2 separate regions of the Arachis hypogaea genome follow, and region 1 is linked to region 2. The links are chromatin contacts, called in public Hi-C maps. All regions are on one chromosome and are shown on one strand. The core of a region is the stretch at or near the end of the contact, and the rest is flanking DNA. Distances in the headings are between cores, read along the strand shown.

Region 1 (5,466 bases), core at 2,197-4,696, 160 kb before region 2:
AATTTTTAAAATTAATGTTAAAATTCATATTTTAGTTATTTATACTTCTCTAAACTATAAAATTTAACTTTTCTAATTTCTTTGAATAATAATTAATTTATTAGCTAATTATTTATTAATTTCGCGAGGTTTAATGTAAGACAACTGATACGGATACGGAACACGACGCAGGATAAACGAACACGAAAATTTTAATTTTTTATAAGATACAAGAACACAACATATATATAAATATAAATGAATTTTTAGATGAATTGTAATGGTATTTTAATATTTTTTATCGATATAAAAATATAAATTAATTGTTTAATGTTTTTTTTTAATTATATAAAATATTTAGAATATTTTTGTTTTGATAAATAATAATATATAGTATTTTTTAACTCATTTGAAGAATATATATTAAGAATAAGATTAGACACGCTGACACGTGATAGTATTTAGATATGTCTAAACGTAAAAAATTTTTATTTTATTTTTTATTCAGATACAATTGAATAAAGAAGACATGTATATCGAACAAATATTAATAAATATTGTATCTAAAATATTTCTAAAACATGAAAATAATAACTCAACAAATGTCGTGCTCTATAGGTATATGCATATTACATGTGTGTATATAAAAATTGATAAAATATAAAAAAAAAATTGATCATCAATCGACTGTTGTACGAAAGTTGTTCGACCTCTAAAATCTTTTAATTTTTTTGGGTCAGTGACCTCTAAAATTTTGAATAAGAAAATAAAGATATATGTGTTTTTAATTATTGGCGAACTTCATGAATGGACTTAATTCAAGGTAAGGCCACGTCCAAAAAAAAAAAAAAAAAACTTACTTACAACACAAGAAGCTACTGAAGCTAACTTGGTTCAAGTTAAATTAAGTTAGAAATAGCTATTTATGACCAATGAAAGACACCTTCGAGAGACTTCTCCAATAGTGGAGCTTCAAATCTCCAGTAGTGGAATTTATCTTGAACGATAAGCGAAGCTTTGATCTCATTAGTATACTAAACTCATATTCTCAACAAATATCAGAGTTCATCATCTTTTAACGAGAGTACTAACAGCCATCAAGAAAGATACAAGTTTTGAAGGCATAGGAGAGGATGTGATTCATTTTGATGAGCTCCCGTTCAACAGAAAGCTGCTTCCAATCAGGAATTGGTTGGCAGAGTACTTACAGGTAAATCACTCAACATGACTTAAGTATGAAAGACCATTTTTTAAATATGAGGTGATCTACAAAGGGTGGTTATCATTAATGCTGGATCTAAATCTTTTATTTTGAATTTTAAAAGTCAAGATAAAGTAGGTAGAGCATATGGAGAAATGGATCTTTTCCATTTTTTTTTGTCACTGGAGAGAATAAAGTGTAATCTCCCATCTTTAATTCTACAGGTGGGATTAGAAATAAATGTGAGAGAGAATGCAATGAAGGGTGAAATCTTTCACTGCATACCATCCAGTTTTTTTTCCATTGGAGAGGATCCACTCCCAGCATATGGTGGACCATAAAAAATAGAAGACCACAGAATCTTCAGTATTGGAATCTGAATCTATACAATCAGCTTTCTATTTGGATTCAAATACATGGACTACCATACGTCGACGAGCCACCGCGACCCTCTTCTTCCTTCTCCCCTTCGCGTGCTCTCTGTCCTCCTCAGCCACACCAACCCTCTTCTCCTCTCTCCATCTCACTCGCAAAACCACCGAACCAAGCCCACCACCACAGGGCCGCCAGCAACCATAATCGCCAGCGAGCCACCGCGACCACCTTTCCCCCTCTCCCCTTTCTTCTTCCTATTCTCTCATCTCTTCTCTGTCCCCTTGCCCCACTCTCCTCTCCTCTGCCACCGAACAGCTGCCGCGCCCCTCAGTGACGGCGTTGCCACCCAACCTTCGCCACTGCGCCCTTACCGGCGTCCCAACCCGTCACCACCCCCTGTCCAAACCCTAACCCAGCCAACCACCCCCGCGACCCTCTACCCTCTTCTCCCCCTCGCGTCTCCTCTCAGCGTCGAACCACCATCGCGAACCAACCTCCCCATGGCCGAACCACCGACCCGTAGCCTCCACCATCGAGGAGCCATGGCGACCCAACCCAGCGCCGCCGCGGCGTCCAGGCCCCTACCCTTCGTGTGAAGCCCTTTCCCCTTCCCCTTGCTCCATCGCTCCTCCCACTGTCTTCGAAGGTTAGAACAGGGCAAAACCTCTGTTTCCATTTCACTGCGTCCTGACCGCTGCCACGTCGCCAGCGCCACCACCAGGCCAGCTGAGTTGCTCCGCCCGTTCCTCACCACCACGTTTCCTTCTCCTTCCCTGCTCCAATTTTCTGCTTCCCAGGTCTCAATTTTTTTCTCTTCTGTTTATTCTGTTTAGTATGTTACAGGTTATTAATTCAGTTTGTTTAGTTAGTTTAGTTAGATTAGTTTAGCTTAGTTGATTAGGTGGTTAGAAAATCTGAGCTGGATAGTGGATTTAGGTTTGTTTTGTTTAATGCTGCTGTTTGGAAATGTTGCTGTTTCATTGATTTTCCCAGTGCTAAATTGGCTTGTCTGATTCTGCTGCACCCCTGTCTCTTGCTGCTGTGCTTTTGTTCATGGCGGTTTGGAGTGAACCAGCTGCTAAATATTGTTAATGGTTGCTTGTGCAGTGATGATTTTTGCTCAATGTATGAATTTAAGTTGTTATTGCTGCTGAGTTCTTGTTTCAATGTGACCTTCATTGTTGGATTCAGTTGGGTGTAATTGTTTGAATTCTTATTGCTTACTTGTAATTGGTTGTTGAATTCAACAAATAGAATACTGCCTGAATCCATCACTTTTGTTCAGTGTGCTGTTTTGGTGCTGTGTTTTAAGCCATTATTTTTGTTCATTGTTCAAAGAAAGCATGCTGCTTGTTGCTTAATTGGTTATGGCTTAATTGTGCATTGCTATTTGCTGCTGTATGTTGGCTTATTTGTCATATGAATTCACATGTGATTTTTGTGTGTTCAGTGTTCGTAGATTCATATGAAACTTGGTTTGATTGAGCAATATTGGAAAATAGGCCAATTTACTGCTGAAAAGCTCCAAGCGCTCTAGCCGCTTCAAAATCTTGAGGCATAGCTGTTGAGTCGTAGAGCAACCAAGACAGGATGATGATGCTGCTGGTTGTGAGGTAGGGGGCTGTGGTGCTGCTGATGTAGAAGGCTGTGCTGTTGCTGTATGGCTTGATTCCCCAGCGGTTACCTTTCTCCTCTTTTTCTTCCCATCAGCCCAACCAGGGTAATCCTTCAGCCAGTCTTCACGAGGGATGAACAAATCCTTGTTGGGTATGATCGGTGTGTAGTCATCCGGATCCCATTCAAGTCCAGCTTTCGCGACCATCTCAGTTATCAAGACTGGAAAGGCTGCCTTCCGCTTAAGAGATACCGGTACTCACCACATGGAGTCCTGATAATCTTGGGTAAGTTGACCGGTTCACCCTCTAAGACAGCCCAAACCAGCACGGCCATCTCCCAAGTAATGGTGGTCTCATGTGTGGTCGGAATGGCAAAGCTGGTTAGAAGTTGTTGCCATATCCGAGAATCAAAAGTCAGCTGTTTAACCGGAAGACCAATTGGCTTAGGCACCTTCCCTACACTCATGACACATTCTGAGTTAGGGATGGCTATCTTTTTCAGCACCCTATCCCAGTCTAAGGCACCCAACTGGCGGTCCACTTGCGCCTTAGCATAAGCACATCTCCCTTTTAGTTTGGGTGGGATTTGGAGAATTTCAGCAATTGCCGCTTCAGTGATAGGAATCTGTTTGCCTCGAACCAGGACGGACTTGAGGTTGACATTATCGAAATTAGCATAAAACTCTATCACCCACTGGACGTTTGTTTCAGTCAACTCTCTATCCATGAAGCCCCACCCGCGGCTCTCAATATGAGAATCCACTAATGCTCGGAGCTCGCGGGGTAGTTCATCTATCTTCAATTCTCTTTCAACATTCAGCTTCTTCTTTTCCTTGAATAAATAATACTGACGAGCAGAATATTTGTTGGCAAACCGAACCGGGTCTTGAGCCGGAACTGCTAAGTCAGGATCCCGGATTAAAGCGACTTGTTCAACTGCTTTCTTAGAAGTAGATGCCGTTTTCTTAGAAGTAGAAGCTGGTTTCTTTGCTTGCGGTTTCCTCATTCTGAAAAATCAAATGTAAAAGAGAATATATTAAAATGTAATTACAAGTGAGGCAAGCAGGATGAGTAAAGCAAATCAGTCAAAATGCAATTTCAGCTCAACAGTGCACTAAAAGGATTTCAAGACAAATGCAAGCTACCACTGAATAAGCAAGTATCAAAAAGCTCAACAGTCACTCAGGAAATTCAAGAATTGAGGCAATATGATGGATTGTGCAAAATCATAAAATACATTTAATGAATTGTGCCAAACAAAGTTAAACATTTTAAATCACACCGTAGCTACAACATGCAATTCAAAATCCAAAGTAATCATAGAAGCACATTCATGAGCAAGTAGTGTATACACAAGAACCGAGTTCAACCAAGTAAGAAGAACAAGCTCAAACACCAATGTGATGCAGTTAACTAACAACACAGGATTCAGTTCAAAAACTTGAGTTCCGTTCCCAATATAACCCAAATCCAATGAAACACACAAAGTCGATGTAACTGGGTTAAATGGGACCAATTTAATGAATCTTGTACTATCAGACAAATGCCTTAATCAACCAAGTAGTCATGCAATCTTCATTCACAAAATCAATCAACCAAGTAATCATGCAATCTTCATTCACAAAATCAGCATCAATTGGACAGAGAGCCGTAATATATTTCAATAATTCAGCAGCGATGCAGTCAATCCAGTTCAAACAAACTAAAATTCAAACTTAAAAAGCGTAACAGCATGTTGAACTACACATGAACAGAGACTAACTCTAATCGGAAAAATCATAACTCTAGCCTAAAAGCAACTAACAGCATCAAGCAATTTAACTAAGCCAAATCACTGGCTAAGAATTAAAATTCTAATTAAAGCTAACGACACGAGATGACAGTAATCAATATACTCTCTGCTTCAATAACAACAAAACTAACAGCATAATGCAGAATTTCAGCAACAGGTCAATGCAAAACAACTTTAATAGTGAATCCGCACAGCCAAATATCACCCAACAATTCAGCACCAAAATGTCACCAAAACCACATAATCAACTGATTTTCCAAGCAGACCAAACAAGAATTTTTCAGCAAAACAGCAACAAAAATCAATTGATCAAAGTGCAAGTTAAACTCCAGAATCCCAGCAACAATATCTCAGAAGTCCAGCACAAGCTCAGTCAAACAATTAACCAAGTGAACCAACAACAATCTATTCATCAAGCATACAGAGTTGAATAATCTAAGGTTAACCAATTTCACATCATGAATAGCAACTCAAAATAACCGCAAACACTTCTATCAAGCATA
Region 2 (5,331 bases), core at 1,911-4,410:
CTTAACCGAGTTTTTCAAAATCCTATTAATTAGTCCAGTGCCTTGGGATATTCAATAGTACACCCCAGGTTGAAAAGGGTACCTCTACTCTTAATTTGAAAATTCCATTTTTGATAGCCTAATGCAGCAAGTGAATGCTAACATAACTAGGACGTTGAAATTTGTGAAGAAAGTTAAGAAGTTCTATCTCATGTAAAAGAGCAAAGATTCTATGTCGGAATGCAGATTTTGCAATGCTATAGTGGTTGGAAAGGAATTCTCGGATTTTTAATAGTTTATCTTCAAATGTGAATTTCCATTTAGATTAGGATTATTGTTTTGATTTCTGTTTGGTGATCAGCACATGGTCTATTTAATAGGCTTTCTTGAAGTGATATTCAAAGGGATTGCCATACCTTATTGCATAGCTAAAGTTTTTATGTCAACTATATACTTTTCTTTTTGCACATGTCCTAATTATACCTTTTGTATTTGTGCAAGGATGGCTTATCCTTTTTATATTCAGTATTATCTTCTATTCTAATAATAAACTTTATCTTTCTATAAAAACAAGGTGGAGAAAGTTAGACTGACCTGACCCATCCTCTCCAGTGACATCCTGAACAACAAGTGGATAATGGCCTGGCTTAGAGGAAGCATCTGAATTTGGACCAGAGGCAGGAAATGTGAAATCAGAGTCTGTAGATGAAGTATCGGAGTTACTGGAAGCAACATCAACTCTAGCAATAGGTCGAAAAGTTGAACTCAATCTTGATGAAGTACTTAAAATCATCTTCAAATCGGCAACTTGACTTGACATGGAAGATATCATCCTGATACACACTAAATCAGATCTAGCATTAATCAAATAGTATTCAGTTTTGAAACTCAAAACTCAAGCAATATTAATATCCATATAAGGCAGACAATGTAAGCAATATTTACAATAGTCAATGCCATCTTCAATGGGGGTTATTATATTCTTCAAACCATAATGGCCCTATTGGTCTACAGTAAATTAAGAGTTTCCATTATCCTTTTTCTTTCTTTGGTTTATTGAGAATTTTCCTCTAAACATAATGAAATATGCAAGTTTTAGTGGGATGTAACCCCATTTTTATGGAAGCAAATCTTTCAAAAGTAAAATGATATCATTTCCTCATAATGTAAGACTAACTGAAAATCTTCCTTCAAACGACATGTCCTTAGAAACAAAGTTGCTCACATGTTTATTGATCGATTGATATGGTGAAGGACTACAACTGCAGCCTCTGGAGATGATAAAGGACTAACGGCATTTTCATCTCTCAAGCTTCAGTTTGCCCCATGTTTGCTTATGAAGATACTTTTGAGTATATCAATTTGGACAATAACTATTAGTAATTTAATTCAAGAGCAAGTTTTCTTTCAAAACTCTAATTAATTATTCCTTAGTTCAGCCTAAAAACTCTGATCCTGGTATCACAACTTTGCATATCTTATTCAAGATGACAGAACTGTTTGAACGTAAATATTTCAAAGGTCACAAGAAACCATCAGTGAATTACTGGATTAAATAAAATCAGTGATGGAAAAAAGTATCATGAATCAATATTGAACTCTAAACAACCAAGTCATCATAAAGCTGGGTTGTTCCCTTTCGGAACTCATGTGTTGGTTTCTATGGCTGCTTACACAAGTTCTATACGCAGTTGAAAGATACCATCACAGTTAAGTAAAAGTACGTAAAATATAGAGAAGAGATGGGGAAGGGGGAAGGGGGAGGGGGGGAGAAAATATAATAGCAGGACTCATGAATCCTCCAGGTAATAATATTAATATTACCTGTTCAATGACTCTTGAAGTTGATAAACTCTTTTTTCAGTTTCTGCTAACTTTTTCCGTAACTCTTCACTTGATCCTTGAGCTTCTACATATTTCCTTTCGCATTCGTCTGCTCTTACTTTTTCTGCCTGCAACATGACCTGTGAAAAGTGATATCACATAAAAAATTGTGAATTTAAAAATCATAATAATATGCCTAAAAAGGTTATGTGCACAGAAATTGTTCAACATGCAAAAAAAAAGGCACTAATTTTTTAAATAAATACCATATGATTCTTTAAATAATGCATTGATGAACACAATTCATCCTTGTCTTATATCACATATTCTGTTAATATATACTGCAGAGATACAAATTACCTTGTCAATGGGTTATCAGTCATGCTTCTATCTGCATTTCTAGGTTGTTTGCACACATTTCAGCCTTGACTTACCATAATCTTTATTTAACATCAAACTAACTAATTATCAATATCATCTTGCCTCTAAAAAGAAAGTAATAGAAAAAAGAATACTTTTGCTCGCTTATTTCTTTATAGTTTATACAGTTAATTTGTGATATAATTCAACAAAAATAAACTGGAACTCTATTATATTTCTATTTAACACATATTTTAGAAAATGTGAAGATAAAACGGTATAGAACCAGAGGTTCTTTATGTTTCAAGGCTTATAAAATAACAGTTATACTACTCATTTTACCTTTAACTTTTTTATTTCTTCAATAAGAACTTCAACCGTTTCACTTCCTTGTAAAGGACTATGGGATTCCCTAATAGCTTCAGTTCTTTCAACATGTTCGGAAGTAATTGTGAGTTCTTCTTGGACAGCATTTAACATTTCTTCTTCGATAGTACATGAGGGTTCTTCTTGGCTAGCATTTGAGGGTTCTTCTTGGAAAGTACTTGAGGGTTCTTCTTGGACAACATTTGAAACTGCTTCAACTGAAATAGTTTTGTTATCCACTAAATTCCCCAAACCCTGGCATTCCATGATAGCAAACCATTTGTTAAGTCAACAACAAGGACTTCAATAGAATCATGCAGACAGAGGGTTCTTCAGTTTTTTGCTATTGTCATTATCATTAGTGCCTTTTCCTATAATCACTATACAAATAGTAGATGAAAAATGATGAAGAGGCACATATGTAGATCTAAGGTGTAATAGTAAATTGTGACACATCAACATATTGTGTCTTGTTTCAACAGTGGGAGCAAATTGAAATAACTTGACATAAATAGACTGAATTGATTAAAAGAAAAAGTTAAGGGACCAAATAAAAAAATAGGTAAGAGACAAAAATTGTATTTTGAAATTGTCCTTACCCAGTGTGAGACTTGGTAGTACATCTAAAAGCTTTAAGCTATTAGGACTAGGCTCTGAAATAGTTTTGAACAGAACAACTATATATTCCCATACTGTAAAGATTCTATATATTATTACTTTGCTAATTGCTACTAATATCTATAACTACAATGAATATTACAAAGAAAAAGGAAACATTTGAGAATTTTAACAACACAACAAAAAATTTATATATACAACCTTGTCTTCGTCTTTCTCCATGGAATCATTGACACTTTGTGAAATGATTGCTGATTTCTTAAGGGTTTTATATTCCAAGAGAGCTCTATGCCGGCGATAATATGACTGCATTTTTTACATTCCTCAAGTATCAGGCAATAGAAAAGGTATTTAAAAAGAATGTGTGTGTGTGTGTGTGTTAACATTATTACAATAACTCTAACCTGAATAGTGATTGATGCAGAATTTTTCTTCCTATTTCTTAATTTATTTAATTTATCCTGAGCATCCATTGCTCGAAAGGCTGCCTGCAAATATATAGCTGCAACCTTTATCTTGCTGTATTCTTTTCTGGAAAGTTTTCCACGTGTGTGCTTTTGAATTCTGACTGCAGCCTTGCCCCTCCTCAGGTGATAAAATTTTCTCCGAGCCAGTTCACCTAAGAGTCACAACAGTTTAGCACCTAACAAAAATTGATTGCATAAATGGTTGTAGAAGTTTGCATAATAGAAAATGTTATTCTTGACGGTAACAAAGAAACTACACATAAAAAATTTATAAGGACCAAACTCTATAAAAATGTTTCAAAATATGTGTATTCATTTAGTGGCAGATAGTATAAGTACTACGCAGATATTTGTGAGATTAAGTGTAATGCTAAATGCTGATTGTTCACTCTGAATTATGTTATGTTCAGATAGCTCTACGTAGGACATGCTGGGTGGGGAAAGAAAGGTGACCATAGAAAAATAGTATGATAGTCTCGGATGAAACATTTCTATTTTTCAGCAATAAGAAACATTAGGACATTGAAAAGGATATAGGATTTCATTGCCAGTGTTTCTCCCACAATTTTAAGGGTTAGACCACAAGACAATGCATTGTTATTCTCTTGCGTTTTGGCGATGTTTGTCATGAACGATGTCCTTTAAACCTTAAATAAAGATATATGAATGATTTTTATATCCTAATTCACTCCAATATTCAAGAACTCCTTTAAGCTTGAAGTGTGAACAACTCAGACACATCCTAGCATGGGGCAACAAGGATCGAATCTTGCCTTTTGGTTATAGAAGTTCTAATACCATGTGAGAAATCATTTCTCCTAAAAGCTAAAGTGGTTAGATAGATAATCACAAATGGTTTTTATAGATGCTATATTTGACAGACCTCTACAAATAGATTGCATAAAGATAGAGGACTTGAACAATGCAACATATTCTTTCCGTCTAGGATAACGTCTAGTGTGCTTCTGGATAACTGTTGCAGAACCGTAAAGTAAACGTGCTCTCAGAGCATCTAACTCAGCCATCTGACCAGCTCTCAAGAATATTTGTGTTTGCCCTATCTACAAAATTAGCAAGATCACATGAAGTTCAGTTGAGTGTAAAAGAGCATCTTGAAATGAAGAATTTCAGGGTTGACATGCGTATCAATATATGCACCTGTCAACAACAGTACACATGTTTCATTCCATGCCCCAAATCAAATGGACATTTATATGAAAAAAATTCTAGAAATAATACTGTAAAAGGGATCCTCTAAATGTCTGTGATTTGATATGAAATGATATTTAATTTAGTGATTTTTTTAAGGATAGCGCACAAAAATAAGACTTAATAGAGTTATAGTTTTACCTGATATCCTGTCAGACCAGCTTTCTCCAATATCGTTTTACATGCTTCCTTTTCATCGTTGCTGCATAAATGCAGGCAGACTCACTAAGTAAATATCAAAGTAAAATAATAAATAATAAAAAATGTTTGACACCACCACTATTGAGTAAAAAGAACATAACCAAAATTGATGTTAAGTTTGACTCACTTTCCATGAAGAACCTCTGGAGCAAGAATGCCTAATCGAGTTAGAAATTCCTGAAAAGTCCTGTGAGTTGGGAATCCAGCAATCTTAATTCTTACTGCTTCAAGAACACCCTACAATATCAGCGTTGGTGCAAAGTCTACAAATGTTAGTTGGGTAGGAATATTGAAACTTGTTCTAAGT

What was found. Hi-C and Micro-C count contacts between places; a contact is called where the count stands out from the background.
Region 1: a Hi-C map of leaf shows a contact between it and region 2, with 2.2 times the contacts expected there. The contact joins the enhancer-like site here to the promoter of LOC112726997 in region 2. A contact is called at or near these places in 2 of 8 Hi-C or Micro-C datasets (leaf and an unstated tissue).

What each region holds. Positions count from the first base shown.
Region 1 is chr12:16,503,536-16,509,001 of arahy.Tifrunner.gnm2.J5K5, reverse strand. No RefSeq gene overlaps it. Among protein-coding and RNA genes, the nearest start is that of TRNAG-GCC, 36 kb to the left of the region's middle. Within about 2 kb of position 3,446, at least 2 of the 3 cell types and tissues checked have open chromatin away from gene starts, as enhancers often do.
Region 2 is chr12:16,346,505-16,351,835 of arahy.Tifrunner.gnm2.J5K5, reverse strand. LOC112726997 (myosin-16) reads right to left here and starts at 3,160. Exons shown (of 4, transcript XM_025776576.2): 1 at 2,506-3,160; 2 at 1,804-1,943; 3 at 574-812. The coding sequence starts at 2,796. LOC112729757 (myosin-9-like) reads right to left here. Exons shown (of 25, transcript XM_029291039.2): 20 at 5,152-5,261; 21 at 4,965-5,025; 22 at 4,498-4,675; 23 at 3,552-3,766; 24 at 3,349-3,453; 25 at 3,268-3,273. The coding sequence ends at 3,268.